Linked DNA regions of Mus musculus: region 2 is linked to region 1. The links are chromatin contacts, called in public HiChIP or PLAC-seq maps. All regions are on one chromosome and are shown on one strand. Each heading gives the region's core, a stretch centred on a gene start, on an enhancer-like site or on the middle of the called end of the contact. The rest is flanking DNA. Distances are from core to core; before and after follow the strand shown.

The links. HiChIP or PLAC-seq counts read pairs in DNA pulled down with a chosen protein or histone mark.
Region 2: a FOXA1 HiChIP or PLAC-seq map of pancreatic cancer cells shows a contact between it and region 1. The contact joins the promoter of Tmc6 here to the enhancer-like site in region 1. A contact is called at or near these places in 5 of 484 Hi-C or Micro-C datasets (the N1E-115 cell line, cerebellum and embryonic stem cells), 2 of 115 datasets of contacts at active chromatin or transcription factors (embryonic stem cells and pancreatic cancer cells) and 1 of 9 other capture datasets (adipose tissue).

The regions. Positions count from the first base shown.
Region 1 is chr11:117,532,248-117,539,184 of GRCm38.p6, reverse strand. Gm11734 (predicted gene 11734) reads right to left here. Exons shown (of 7, transcript NR_167774.1): 5 at 6,916-6,937; 6 at 6,450-6,673; 7 at 5,066-5,300. Among named protein-coding and RNA genes, the nearest start is that of Gm11734, 13 kb to the right of the region's middle. Within about 2 kb of position 2,369, at least 109 of the 459 cell types and tissues checked have an H3K27ac peak or open chromatin away from gene starts, as enhancers often do. A contact at or near this core is called in the N1E-115 cell line, adipose tissue and pancreatic cancer cells, where this site is marked.
Region 2 is chr11:117,776,738-117,783,674 of GRCm38.p6, reverse strand. It overlaps Tmc6 (transmembrane channel-like gene family 6), which reads left to right and starts at 2,983. Exons shown (of 20, transcript NM_145439.3): 1 at 2,983-3,139; 2 at 4,384-4,512; 3 at 4,627-4,742; 4 at 4,875-4,970; 5 at 5,273-5,431. The coding sequence starts at 4,457. It overlaps Tmc8 (transmembrane channel-like gene family 8), which reads right to left and starts at 1,378. Exons shown (of 16, transcript NM_181856.2): 1 at 1,267-1,378; 2 at 405-625; 3 at 132-280. The coding sequence starts at 565. Gm11723 (a long non-coding RNA gene) reads left to right here. Exons shown (of 3, transcript XR_003949820.1): 3 at 202-1,020.

The sequences.
Region 1 (6,937 bases), core at 1,120-3,619:
GCTTTAAGAATATGCAAGAACTGACAGAACTCAGTTCCCTTCCTGGGCTCTGGTCACCTGCTGTGACCATCTCTCAGGGCTTTCTCCAGCCATAGGACCCTTCCAGGATCCCCAGTGCATTGAATGTCTAGAATTGGAGGAGAGGGTGACCCAGGGGCTCTGTCTGTGGAAGTCTGGTCCTCACGGTCTCAGCCGGGATGGATGCCCGGCTAGTGACAGTGGTGAATTGCCCCTCCCCACTCTCACTCACAGACCATATGGACCCGCTTGTCAGGCTGGGACACCCACAAATGGTCACATGCTTCATCTTGATTGACAGTTACCTTCCCCCTAGAAATTCAGGAACAGCCTGGCTACAGTTATGTCTTGTTCAGTAAAATGAGGGAATAAAAAAGGGAGTGATTACTTTATGGATATGGTCTCTGGCAGTTGTCTTCGGAGGGACTCTGTATTCCCACAGCTCCTACGTTTTATTATTTTATTAAGAGTTAACTCTCGGTTATCCACGTGTGAGCCTGAGAGATGATCTTATTCCCACAGCTGTTTAATATTATTATTTTATTAGTAGCAGTTTGGCTTCCCCCAACCAGGGCTCCATAGAGGGCCTGAAAAAGAGTCCGACTATTCACATGTGTCTTCACTGGCCTTCTTGAATTATGGCGGTAAACATTTATAATCCCAATGTTGATTCTCTCTTCTAGGGCCGGGGTGGGAGCTATACTTTTTAATTGTGCTAAAACATACGTGACATAGAGTTCCCTGCTTTTTTAAATTTTCAGTTCTCATGTTTATTTACTTTCTTGTGAGCATGCATATACATGTGTGTGTGTGTGTGTGTGTGTGTTTATGAGAGAGAGAGAGCGAGCACATGTACCATGGAGATAAGACAGACACACATTTTAGGAGTTGGTTGGTTCTCTCTTCCTACCACATAGATCCTGGGGCTTGAACTCAGGTCCACAGGCTTGGCCGCAAGCTCCTTTACCTGTGGAGCCATCTCTCCAGCCCCATCCTTTTCTATTCTATCTTTGCTCAGCTGCTGTGTCTCACATTCCCACCTGCAGCACTCTCTTGAATCCTCTTCCCTCGCCCATACCAGTCCTTGTCAGCCTCGGTTCTGGCTCAGAAGGCTGTGGCAAGAGTGGCCCTTTCAAAGTTGATCTTTAACCCTTTACCTTTTATTAGTTGTATTTCTGTTTGGAAACAAGGTCTCCTTCAGCCCAGGCTAGCCTCATCACGTAGCTGAGGATGGCCTTGAACTTCCGATTCTCCTACCTTACCTCTAGGATTATAGATATGCACCACCACGGGCATCGAGACTTTTGCCTAGGTTTTGATCCAGGGTGCTGCCAAGAGGATGCTGCCAGTCATGCGGCACTGGACAGAGACAGGAAAAAGGGGTGGCTAGCAGAAGGACCTGTGTGTGTGTGTGTGTGTGTGTGTGTGTATATCCCCTCTATCCTTTGAATGAAGAGCTCTGGGGGAGCTCTCAGGGGCAGGATTGCTTGACAGAGACACAGGAGACAACATTGAAACGGTGATTTAGGCAGTCTTTGGGCATAGGGGATGCATTGGCGCTCCAAGCCCCATCTACTGTCAGCCACAGGCCTTTGCAGAGAATCCTGATTGAGCTTAGCTATGCAAAATGCATTTTTTTCTGAGGCCAAGTTGCAGACAAGCCGGCATCTCCTTCGGGTGTCCCCGTTTGGATGGGGGAGCAGGGAGGATTTTGTGGGCACAGCAATGCTGGTCTGGAAGCGGGAAATAGCTTTAGATTATCTACAAAGTGCTTCTTCCACCGTGGATAATGGAGAGGTAGCCACGCTTATTTAGAGCTACCCTCTTAGGGACAATCACTGGAAGGGGAGGGGTGGGGAGAAGGGTAGGGATGGAAATGGTGTATTACTGAGCCAGACTCAGACCGAGGAGGGGCTCAGTGGGGTCCTTAGCAGCTCCTTCTAGACATGGAGGCTGGAAGGGATCACCCCATCAGCATCAGACTCCACCCCATCAGCATCAGACTCCACCCCATCAGCATCAGACTCCACCCCATCAGCATCAGACTCCACCCCATCAGCATCAGACTCCACCTCTTTTGGTCTGCAGGAAGCCCCAGGACTCAGATCACTATTGGCCAAGACAGCATTAGCCCAAGGGCAGCCAACAATGCTTCTCTTTCTACCCCACTTTCAGCCTCATCCTTGTGAGGTGGATGAACTAGATATCCGTCATCCTCCTCCACAGACCCCAGGGCCCACCTCTGATCCAGGGTCCTGGATCAGAACTGGTTGGCCGTGCTCTCTCAGACTCTCTCAGGAAAAGTGTTCAGGGCAGGGATTGTGCTGGAGACTAGGAAACTGCTGGAAGGGCAAGGCAGAGTGCAGAGCTGGTCAGAGCTGGTGGGGATGAATCATGCTGGCTACAGGCACAAGTGCATGGAAAGTACCTGGAATTGTGCCTGCTTATGATGCTCCATCCCAGAGGCTCCTCCTCCTCCTCCTCCCCTCTTCCCCTTCCTCCCTCCCTGTCCCCTCCCCCTCCCCTCTCCGCTCCTTCCCCCTTTCCCTCTCCCTGGTCCCTCCCCTTCCTCTCCCCTCTCTTTGTCCCCTCTCCCTCCTTCTTTCCCTCTCCTTGCCCCCTCCTCTTCCCCTCCCCTCCCCCTTCCTTCCCCCTTCCTTCCCCTGGCCCTCTTCCTCCCCACTTCCTTCTTTATGATGCAGGGTCTCTAACCTAAAATTTACTCTGTAACCAAAGAGGACTTAGAACTTCTGATCCTTCTATTTGCCCCTCCTGGGTTCTGGGATTATAGGGATGAGCTACCAGGATGCTGGGGATTGAGCCCAGGGTCTCACACATAGTAGGCCAGCACTCTGGCTCCCCTGGCTCACTCAGGACAGGTTGTGGTTATTGAGAGCTAAGACCCTCTGGGTCTTCTGGGATGTCCAAGGCCACACACGAGGCCCTGGTGTCTCCAGGTTGGGGGCAGTCTTCTCTCGCTGGTCTGCACACTGGGGTTGAATCAGTCTTCCCTCCTTCCCCAAGCTGCTCAGAAGCCCTCTTCACAGCTGCCACCCACTTCATCATAGACACCCATCAATGAGCCAGCCAAGCCCATAAATTATTGTACAAACCACTCCAAACAATAACCACAATTTTACTTACTGAGCCATTAAATATACGTACTTAAATTAGACTTAACCAGACATCACGTGGGGACGTCTTGGGGCCAGGCAAACAATGAGTCTTGGGGGGAACGTGTCACCTTGTGTTTGCCCACCTCTCCCGTGAAATTAATGAGGTGCTTCAATTTAATCATTATTACCACTCTGGCTTTATTTAGCCAGTTAGCTGGGGTTGACCTGCCGTCTCAGTCAGCAGTGGCTTCCCTTTGCTGCCCTGGGCTGTCCTGACAGCCAGCTAGAGGTCAGTGGGAACTTGGATACTGAAGGGCTGCCCTGGTCCAGAGATGTGTTAATCTCATTGACAGAAGCTCTGTCTCCAGGATCCACAGAGACCCAGCTGTGGCTATTGAAGCTACCACGTGGAGGACAGAGTGCTGGCTCTTCCCAGATCCCCATGTCTGATGTGTCAATGAGCACATCTCACACACTCTTTCAGTGTCCTCCTAGTTCAGGCTGCCAACTGTCCCTTTGGTGTTAGCCATTTTACACCCTGTCTCTCTGTCTGCCAGATCAATTTGTAGAGAAGTTAAGTGTGGCTCATTCCCTATTCAGAGTCCTGTAGCTCCCACTGCTTATGGAGAACAAGCAGAGTGTGGTGGCCAGGGTGCCTCCTGCCTTCCTTAACCCCATCTCTCCAGCCTGTCTCGAACTTTACCAAGCACCAGCCACAGTGAGCCCTCCCACCCTCCACCCACCTCGGAGCCACACAGGTCTGGCATGTCCTCCCCTGTTCCATGTGCTTAGCTTTAAAACCCTTTAACACAGTGGCACCCACTTCCCACCTCTTCCAAGCACAGGGTGTCGGCCCAGTTCCTGCCTCCATCTGAAAACGCCTTCCTAAGCCTCCACACTGGGCACAATGCCTGAAGACAGCCCGGGCTGCCTCGTATCCCTCACGGAGGTATCTGCAGTGGGCAGTGTGCCCATGTGTCAAAGCACCCAGCACAGAGCCTGCCAAGCAGGAACAGACAGAGACATTCAGTGCCTGGGAGTGGCAGCGACCGACCGACCGGAAGCAGTGATCCTCAACCCTCTGCATCCATCTCAGCCTGGAGTCCCTCTCACTTTCAAGTGTTTGTGAGATAGATCCAGGCTGGCTGGGTTGGAGAAATCCATTATGTGGCCAGAGTGGAACCAATGCTTCCACTCTGTTTGTAGACAGGAAGGGACATTTGGTTATTGTTGCACATGGCTCAGAGGTCACCCAGTATGTACCAAGAAACTCCTGGGATCCAGAGTAGACCGTCCTTGGTGGCAATTCTAAGATGTAGCCTGGGACAAATCTGTGTATCCAAATGCTGGAGAGGGAGGGGAGAGGAGGGGAGAGGAGGGGAGAGGAGGGGAGAGGAGGGGAGAGGAGGGGAGCACCCCCAGGCTCACCAGGCTCAGTGGGTACTGCTGCCTATCTGTTGTGGGGAGTGCCCACTGCCAACTCCCTGCTAAGGCCACTAATAATCTTGAAAAAGGTGATGTGGAGGTGCCCTTGCTGCTTGTCTGTCCGTCTGTCTGCCTGTCAGTTGGTCAGACTGTCTCTAAGAACATGGCTAAGTGTCAAGAAATACAATGGAGGAGGTGTGTGCGCATGTCACAGCCTGTCCTTGTCTGAGAGTCAGGCCTGGAGAACACAAACAGTCACCAAAGGTTGCTAGCATGCCAGAGCTTCTGTGAACCGTGTCCTTATCCCCACGAGGTTGGGGGCACTCTGTCTGCTAGGGCACCAGTGGGCTTTTTCTGTGCTCCATGCAGCTCCCCCACACACAGGGCAGGCATCTGCATGAGGTGCAGCCTGGTCCACAGAGCAGGAAGTGCACGGTCAGCTGCCCATCTCCCAGCCTCAAATGGAATAAAAGAAGAGATGGGGTTAAGTGTAATCCCACTTTAAATTTTACTCAATATATCTGAAGCATATTTTATTTTATTCATTTGTGCCTATGGGTGTCAGGTAGCTAGTACGAGGGTTGCCAGTAAGGTAATTTTCTTTTTTTTTTTTTTAAAGATTTATTTATTATTACATGTAAGAACACTGTAGCTGTCTTCAGACACTCCAGAAGAGGGAGTCAGATCTCATTACAGATGGTTGTGAGCCACCATGTGGTTGCTGGGATTTGAACTCCGGACCTTCGGAAGAACAGTCGGGTGCTCTTACCCACTGAGCCATCTCACCAGCCCCAGTAAGGTGATTTTCTGGTGTGCTTATGCATCCAGCTTTTGAAATTGGTGTATACAGGGAGATGAGGTTCGACCGACACCCCCACCCCCACCCCATCTCGAGGTCTCAGGAGTTCTGGGTGGTGTGCTTTCTAGGGTTGGGCAGCTGTAGGCTGGGTGACATCGGGCAGTGCCCTGGTGGGTGCTCAGATTCTGAACTCAATAGCTTGACATTTCTTCAATTAAGCTCCGAGAAGCAGGTAAATGTTGAGGCAGGAGCAGGTCAGCCTAGTGCCAGTCAACTCCCCTGAAAAACATCTACAGGACGTCCAGGAGAAGGACTGGCTGGTCTCTGTGTCACAGATGCCATTGGTCAATGCTAAATTATGCAGGCTCAGCATAGGCATCAGGGACATATTATTTATCAGTGCCAGGGACACAAAGAAACCTTAGAATAAGGAGCCTCTGGCCAAGGACACCGAGAAGGCAGCTCTTCCCCTGAATTACTGGGGAGACGGGCTGGGATCCTAGGATGCTGGTCTGCCAGGATTCAGGAATATGACCATACAGGAATGCCCGGGTGCAGGGATACAGAGATGCTGGGATACCAGGACACAAGGGTGCTGGGGACACAGGGGTACTTGGACACAGGGATACTGGGATCTAGGGATGCTGTGATAAAGAGAAATGGGGATGCTGGATTCAGGGATGCCAGAGTGTCAGGATATGTGGGTGTTTGTATGCTAGAACTCTGGGGATGCTGGCATATAGGGATGCTATGATAGAAAGAAATGAGAATCCCGGATTCAGGGATGCCAGGATGTCAGGATATATGGGTACAGGTATGCTAGAATTCTAGTGATGCTGGAATTTTGGGATATCAGAATGATATGAGACCACAGGACCTAAAGATCATAAGGGGGTGAGACTTGAAGAGCCAGCAGCAGGCTGGCATATACTGTGGGACTCAAGGCTTCTCAGGCAGCGCCCACAGCCACTCACATGCATGGTGATTAATGGCTGGTACCCTGGTGTGGAAACCATCTTAATAGTGGTGATTTTGTCCCGGACAGTATTCCACATATTGTAAAGGTCATACATGATAAGAGCATTACCCACCTCGCCTGGGCAAACACGCTTAACCTTGTAGCACACGTTCCCGGGCAGATCCGTGTGTGCCTCCCTCATTTCAGAGGCCCTGTTGGCAAGGATTCTTAGCCAATAGAGATGAAAGTCAGCAGAGATGGCACCATGCTGGGTCTCCAGACAATGCGCTGAATCAGCTGCCGGCCTCATGCTGTGCCAGGGGCAGAGGGCACAGAAGCACCACAGCCCGCACAGAGCTGCTGGGCAAGAGACTTCAGTGAACGTTGGTAGGGACCGGCCAGCTTTGATTCCCTTCACAAGGCTGAAGAGGGGCCTCCCCTATCAGGTCTAATCAGAGGGAAGGAGAGGCCTATCTCAAGCTGTTGGCTGCCTGGGCTAGACCTAGGCCTGTGGACACATGTGGCCTTCAAGGGAACATAAAAGTGGCATATGCTTGCCTGCTGAATCCCCAAGACCAACAGCTGGATAACTCACTTACCCGTGGTTAGAATAGGTTATAG
Region 2 (6,937 bases), core at 1,734-4,233, 240 kb before region 1:
GCGCGCCCCCACAGCCCTCCAGAGATCTGTATGTAACCCAGCTAGGTGTGCACAGGAGGAATCCGAGGGGTGTACAAGGATGGAGGGGCTGATGAGGAAGGTGGGAAATATGGGTCGGCATGGGATCCTACCCCCAATCTCGTAGAGAGCTCCCTCCCAGAGACCGAAGCCGCGGGCCAGCCGTTGCTCTGCCTCCCTCAGGTGTTGTCGCGCCACCCGCCTCGGGCGATGCCACCGCTGCCAGAAGGTGGTCTTCACTCCCTCGGGCTCCCGCAGTTCCCTGCAGGACCGTGGTGACAGGGGGGCGCCCTTGAGTAATCCATCTGACAGATGCATCCTCCGGAGGCCCCCCACCCCCACCCCACCCCTGCGCAGCTCGTCCAGAGTAGCCGAGCGGCACCCACCGGATGAAGCGCTTGTCTGCCATGGCGTAAGGCAGCATCCGCACAGGCGTCCGGGAGGCGCATAGCCGCTCCACTTCTTGCTCCCACAGCTCCTCCGAGGCCGCCTGGGATTCAGGCCTTCGTGGGGCTGGTCCTGACTGCACCGACCACTGGCGAAACATCCCAGTGGGCGCGCGGGACAGACAGGCAAGATCCTTGCTCGCAGGAGCTCCACCTTGGCCCTGCCAGTGTCCACAGTGAAAAGAAGCCTGCTGTGGTCGAAGCCGGGGCTGCCCCACTCCACCTCTCAAACAGACCCACTGACCAAGGCCTTAGTCTTCAACTGCCAAGCACGGTGAAAGGCCTCCAGGATATGAGGAGAGAGAAGCCGCGGGCAAAGGCTGTCTGTCCTAAACCTTACCTTACGCTTTAGAAAAACACAATCTTTTCCCATGTGCTGATTGGCTTTTGGGAGGTCACTCCTGTCCCGAACCCCCGACAGCTCCTAGAATTTAGCTTCCTGCAACACCCCAGCTCTGGATGTACTAGGGCTCCGTTCTCTCTGTGTGTGTTTGTTTTGTTTTTTTGAGACAGGGTTTCTCTGTGTAGCCCTGGCTGTCCTAGAATTCACTCTGTAGACCAGGCTGGCCTTGAACTCAGAAATCTGCTTGTCTCTGACTCCCAAGTGCTGGGATTAAAGGCGAGCACCGTCACTGCCCGCCCCATTCTGTGTGTTTTGTCCAGGCTGGGTCTGCTCTGGTCTTCTCAAGGGACCCAGAATAGAAGGCGTGGCTACATCCCCAATCATGAGAAAAGAAAAGACACCCCCCCCCCCAAACCATCCGGAAGGAAGCAATAGCCCTGGCCTTCTTCCCCCTCTCACCGTCCTTATTGTCACAAGGCAAGCAGCTCACAAAGAGGCAAGGGACCAAGCTCCCCGAAGAGCCCCCTCCTAAGACCAGCTCTTGACACACCAGGCAGGGTGGTGAGGGAGTGGGGTGGGGGTCACGTGACAGGAACCCCGGGGGTGGGGGCCCACCGCGTCTCCTCCCCTCCACCCACTCCCGCCTTCCTTCCTCACAGTTTCCTCTGCCTCTGCGTGCACTTCCCGACCTGGAGGGTCACGGGCACAGGTGAGAGGCGCGGGTGGCACCAGGCCGACCTGCTTTTCTGTGCTCCCACTCCTGCAAGCCCCCTTCCTGGCCGCCAGCCCTTAGGCGTGTCCTGGTGCGGGGACCCTTATCTGCGGTCCGCAGTCGCCCCAGAGAGCAGGCTAGTGATGGGTGGATGGTCTCAGCACTGGAGCTGCTGCCTCTCCGGATCCCTGGCGCTTTGTTCTTTGCTTTTTGTTCTATTTCAAGACAGGGTCTCACTGTGTAACTCTGATTGTCTTGGAATTCATCATGTAGAGCAGGCTGGCCTTGAACTCACAGAGACACTTGCCCAAGGCTGGGATTAAAGAAAGGCCTGTGTCACTATGACTGGCTGGCAGGTTATTTTTGAACTGACCGCCTTAAGGGCAGGCACTGCCCTCCCTGTTGCTATGCCCTGGCCAGGCTCTGGCACCAAGCCCAACCTAAGAGCTGAGGAAGCAGCTTCTTCAAGCACGTCACTCGTCATCCACTGACTAGACCTTTAGGAGTCATCTTGGCCAGTTCCCAGTTCTGGGAGCCCTAGCCTTTCCTCCCTGTTCACCTCTTTTAAAACCTTGTTGTCTCAGCTCTGGATTCTGAGTCTCCGCCTGTGTCCCTGCCCACAGGCTCTGTACTCCCAACAAGTTCACACAGGAAGGCGCCCCAGGAAATGGCTTTCAAATTGGGCCAAAGTCGTGCAAAATTCAGAGTAAGAGCAAGGAGTCAACTAGGGGCTGAGGAGGGCTGGGTCTGCAGACCAAGACTTCCGGTGCCAAGGCGCCGCTTGGTAAACCCACCCAGGCACGGAGAGACAGCTGCGAAGAAGCGTCGCCCTCCCCCCTCAGGCTTCATCTCCTTCCGGTATCCCACACGTTTCCTGGGGTCTGTTAACCTTCGTGTGTAGGAGGGGACTTGTTTTTCCCTTCTACTTCTCACGGTCACCGGTCACCCTGTCTGTAACTTGGGGGAAGCGGTTCTATGGAGCATCTTGGTGGCCAGGTTCCTTGCTCCAGCTGGTGACACCTGGAGGCTGGTGACACTTTCTCGGGTTCAATTTCCTCATCTGTGAAATAGAAAGGTCTTTGACTGTCTTGGCACAGCAGGAAGCAGTTTAACCCTAGCTTTAGAAACAGACACCACGCCCAGGGCGGAGCGGGCAGTAACTCGTTTGCTCAGCCTCTGATAAAGAACAGTTAACCAGGCTGGGAGGAGGCGATTACTCAATCCCGCGTGGGAAGGCTAGGGACTGGTAAGTGACCCCGGGACGTGGAAATGCCGTCCCTCTTTAGAAACTCAAGAGGAATATTAGTGACTCCACCTAGGGGTTGTATACATCCAAATAGTGGGTGGGACACGCCTACTTTACTCAGACTTGAGGGTGGAGTGCTGGGGTGGAGTCTGAGGCTGGCTTGCACAGGGCACTGTTTTGGATGGGCGGGTCCTACCGGTAGGCAGGAACGAGTCACGTGACCTTTGGGGCCCGGTGCCACGTGGGCGGGCGGTGAGGCTACCTCCAGCTGCCAGTCTGGAAACCATCAAAACTATGTACCCTTAATTACTGTGTGCTGATTCTCCTGCTGGTGGGGCTGAGACCTCGGTTCCCCGCGGCGGGTGCGCGCACAGGTGAGCCAATCTGGGGAGAATGGGGCTCCTCTACCCAGAGGGGCGCTGGGACCCTGGTGCTGGGGCGCAACTGCGGTGTAGGGGCGGTTGCTATCGCCAGGTAGTTGACAGCTTGGGTGCGGGTTTCTGGAAACTGCCGCTCCCGGCCTCTCCCCATCTGGCTCAGGGTGCAGGATGGTGCGCCCCGGAACAGCGCACACCTGGCTGGTCCCAGGAGGACCTGAAGATCAGGAACCCAGGCAGATCCGGAGCCCCGGCCCGTAGCCTCCGGAGCACCCAGACTACTGAGGAGAAGAGGTGTGGGCCCGCCCGGGGCCTTGAGCCTGAGAAGTACTGTGGCCAGGGAAAGGACCCTGGAACTAAAAGGGCACCACCTCTCCTGGCTGCTTTCCACCCGGGCGGTGCCACCTCCCGCCGGCTCCAGCCTGGCCTCTCCCTGCAGTGCTCCACTGCAGCGCAGGCGGGGGCGTGCCGGGTGCCAGTCCGGGTTGCGTGGGGCTCTTGGCCGTCGGGGGAGCTCCAGAAAACTTCCCTAGGCGAAGGCAGGGAGGACCGGCGGACATGGCGGGGCGGGGGCTTGCCTTCTGGAGGGCGATCTTGCAGGAGTCAAGTGATTGACTGCTCTTTCCGTCGCGCTTTCCCTCAGGGCCCTGGGCCAGGAGAACAATAAGCCCCTAACAACGATCTGGTTGTAACTGTGCCCGGTGACAGAGCTGGACAAAGGGTGCTTGTGTCAGCTCAGCTTCTCTCTCCAGCCTTCAGCTGAGTTGGGAATGTAGGGAGTCAGCCTCCGGAGGACGCGAGGAGTCCAGTGTGTGGACGCTGCCTCCGGTGCTGGGGGCAGGACTTTGCGGCTGCCTGGTCGCACTTCCTGCTGGTGAAAGCACATTGGGGTCATAGGGCGGGCACAGGGAAGTCCTCGGAGCCTTTCAGCCGCTGCTCTAAAAATGATGAAGCTCTAGGGCCCTCGCCTGGGAACAGACCAGAAACGGGTAGTGTTTACAGGCCTCTCCTTTTTCCCCCAGTACTAGCAACATCTAGGAAACCAATGGAGGAGCCGCGGCCTCACCCTTCCTTCCTGTTTTCGTCACTCCCCCACAGCCGGTCATGGTGGGAATGTTTGGGCCCACTTGTTTTAACTGTGAATTTAGCTGTGGATGGGGTACAGGGTGGGGATTCCTGTAATGTGTGTCTGTGCCTAAAGTATGGCCCCCAAGCATTGAAAGCTGGTTTTGTCTCAACAGATGGGCTGTATGGGGTTCCACAGGCTGCGTCCAGTCTCTGAGCTCCCCTAGGTCTGCAGGGTATAGCACAGCCATGGCTCAGTCACTGGCTTTAGCCCTCGATGTCCCGGAGACCACGGGAGACGAAGGGTAAGTGCCCTGGTGCCGGTGGCCTGCAATGTATTTGTGTTACCCCTTGGTGCAAATCATTCTGCAAGTGGGCGGGCCTGAGTTTGGATTCCCACACTCACTCCTCCCTCGTAGCCTGGAGCCCAGCCCCTATGAAGAAAGTGAAGTCCATGACTCCTTCCACCAGCTCATTCAAGAGCAAAGCCTTCGGGTGGCGGAGGAGGGGCTGGAGCTACTGCCCTTGGGTCTAGGTAAGCCCAGGCCTGCCCTCTGACCAGGTGTGGTGGAGGACCTGGGAATATCTGCTGTCGTTTGTTACAAGAGTGGATTGGGTGGGGTGGGCTAGGTAGAACAGCTGAACCACAGCGTCTTTTCATCCCTAGGCAGAGGTGACCAGACCCTCCCAGGACTTGAAGGTGCTCCTGCCCTTAGCTCGGCCACTCTCCGCATCCTGGCCAGCATGCCCAGCCGTACCATTGGTGAGCCGGGTCCTTTGTCCTTGTGCTGGCCTTCACCCCAGCTGGGGTCTGTGAACCCAGAGTCAGTTCTTCTGGGCTCCCAGCTTTCCTGTTGCTGGAGCCTGAAGCTCAGCATAGTCCTGGGTCATTATTGGACTCTAAACATGACCACTTGCTACAGCTGGGGGAGGGAGGGAAGATAGGATAGGCTCTTGGGTTTCTGGTAAAGGGTTTTCCCTCAGTCCTGGTGCTGAGAACTTTTCAGAAGGGCATGAGGCTAGTCCCCTTCCTCCTCTCTAATACCCTGCCACCGGATTTCCAAGGTCGCAGCCGTGGGGCCATCATCTCCCAATACTACAACCGCACAGTGAGGCTTCGGCGCAGGAGCAGCCGGCCCTTGCTGGGCAATGTGGTGCCCTCTGCCCGGCCCAGCCTTCGCCTGTATGACCTGGAGCTGGACTCCACAATCTTGGAGGAGGATGGTGAGTTGAGTAACCCAGCCAGCTGGCTGGGCAGGAGCTAGAACACAACAGGGTCAGCAAGTCTCTTTCTACTGCTGCCAAGGGCATACCAGACTAGTGGCCCCAAGGGCTGCTTTTTGCATACCAGACTAGCGGCCGAGGTCTTTTCCAGGGCTGGTATTTAAACCCCACTCACCATTACCACCAAATCTATCACTGAGTGCAGGGGAGCCTTCCAGCAGGCAGTGGTGGTCAGTAGCTCCAGTAATAGCTCTTAGCTTACTTCTTGCTGGGTGAGACAAATAGGAGCTGAATAAACGGGTGAGCAGGAGCCTGAAGCTCAGACACAAGCGCAACTGGAGAGGACTCCAGGAGGGCGAGCTGGGAGCAGCCCAGCCCGGGGCTCCTGGGAGGCTTCCTGGAGGAGTTAACTGGAGTGGAGGAGGCAGGTGCCAAGGCCCACAGGCTGGAACAAACCTGGTTTCGTTCAGAGCCAACGTGGAGAGGCTTGGGGGACAGAGGCAAGCCCGCGCGCGGCTACTGACAATGGGAGCTGAGTGGCTTGCAGTGTCGTGGGCTCTATTTACTTTGTCGCCTGGCCGAGGCCATGTCCCACCTTCCAGAGGGCCTGCTCTCCCTGGCTTCTTTCTCCTTTCCTCCCCTCGTCTTCCCTTTCTGTGGGTGTGAACTGTGAGCATTAGGCAAACACTCTACTGTTGGTCTATGTCTTCAGGCTCTTGGTGACTGAAGACAGGGTCCAGGCCTGCTCAGGTTGGCTCTGAACTCTGGTCCTTTTGCCAGAAGATGGGTCCCTGGCCATGCCTGTGAGGGGTAGATGACTTATCTATAAAGTTGGAGTTACAAAATTCCCTCCATGGGCTGGATATAAAGATGAGGGCTGCATCTCATTATATTGTGGGGCCGGAAGTGTGGTAAACTCTTCTTCCTGTTGCTGTGGTATAGTACTCTGCCCAAAGCAGCATACGAGACACAGGGTTTTACTCTGGCTCACGTTCAGACTACAGCCCAGTGTGTCAGGTTGTCAGGGTGACAGGGGCTTTGAGCAGCTGAGCATGAGTCCAGTTGTCGTGAATGAAGGAACACTGGGGCGCAGCTCACCTCCACTTTATATCATGCAGGATCCCCTGTTCAAGCCGGGCATGGTGGCGCATGCCTTTAATCCCAGCACTTGGGAGGCAGAGGCAGGCGGATCTCTGAGTTCGAGGCCAGCCTGGTCTACAAACTGAGTTCCAGGACAGCCAGGCCTCACAGAAAAACCCTGTCTCAAAAAACAAACAAACAAACAAACAAACAAACAAACAATTCCCTGTCCAGCGTTATGGCGGGTCTTCCCACACTGATTAAAATCATCACCATAACCCCTCACGGGCATGCCCAGGGACCCATCTTCCGGTGACTCTAAAGTCTGTCAAGTTGTCACTAATAACATCACAGTAGCCATGAGGAGGCAATTCTGACCCCTGCCCATTCCCTTGCCGCTTTGTACATCTATCCTGACAGGCTTGG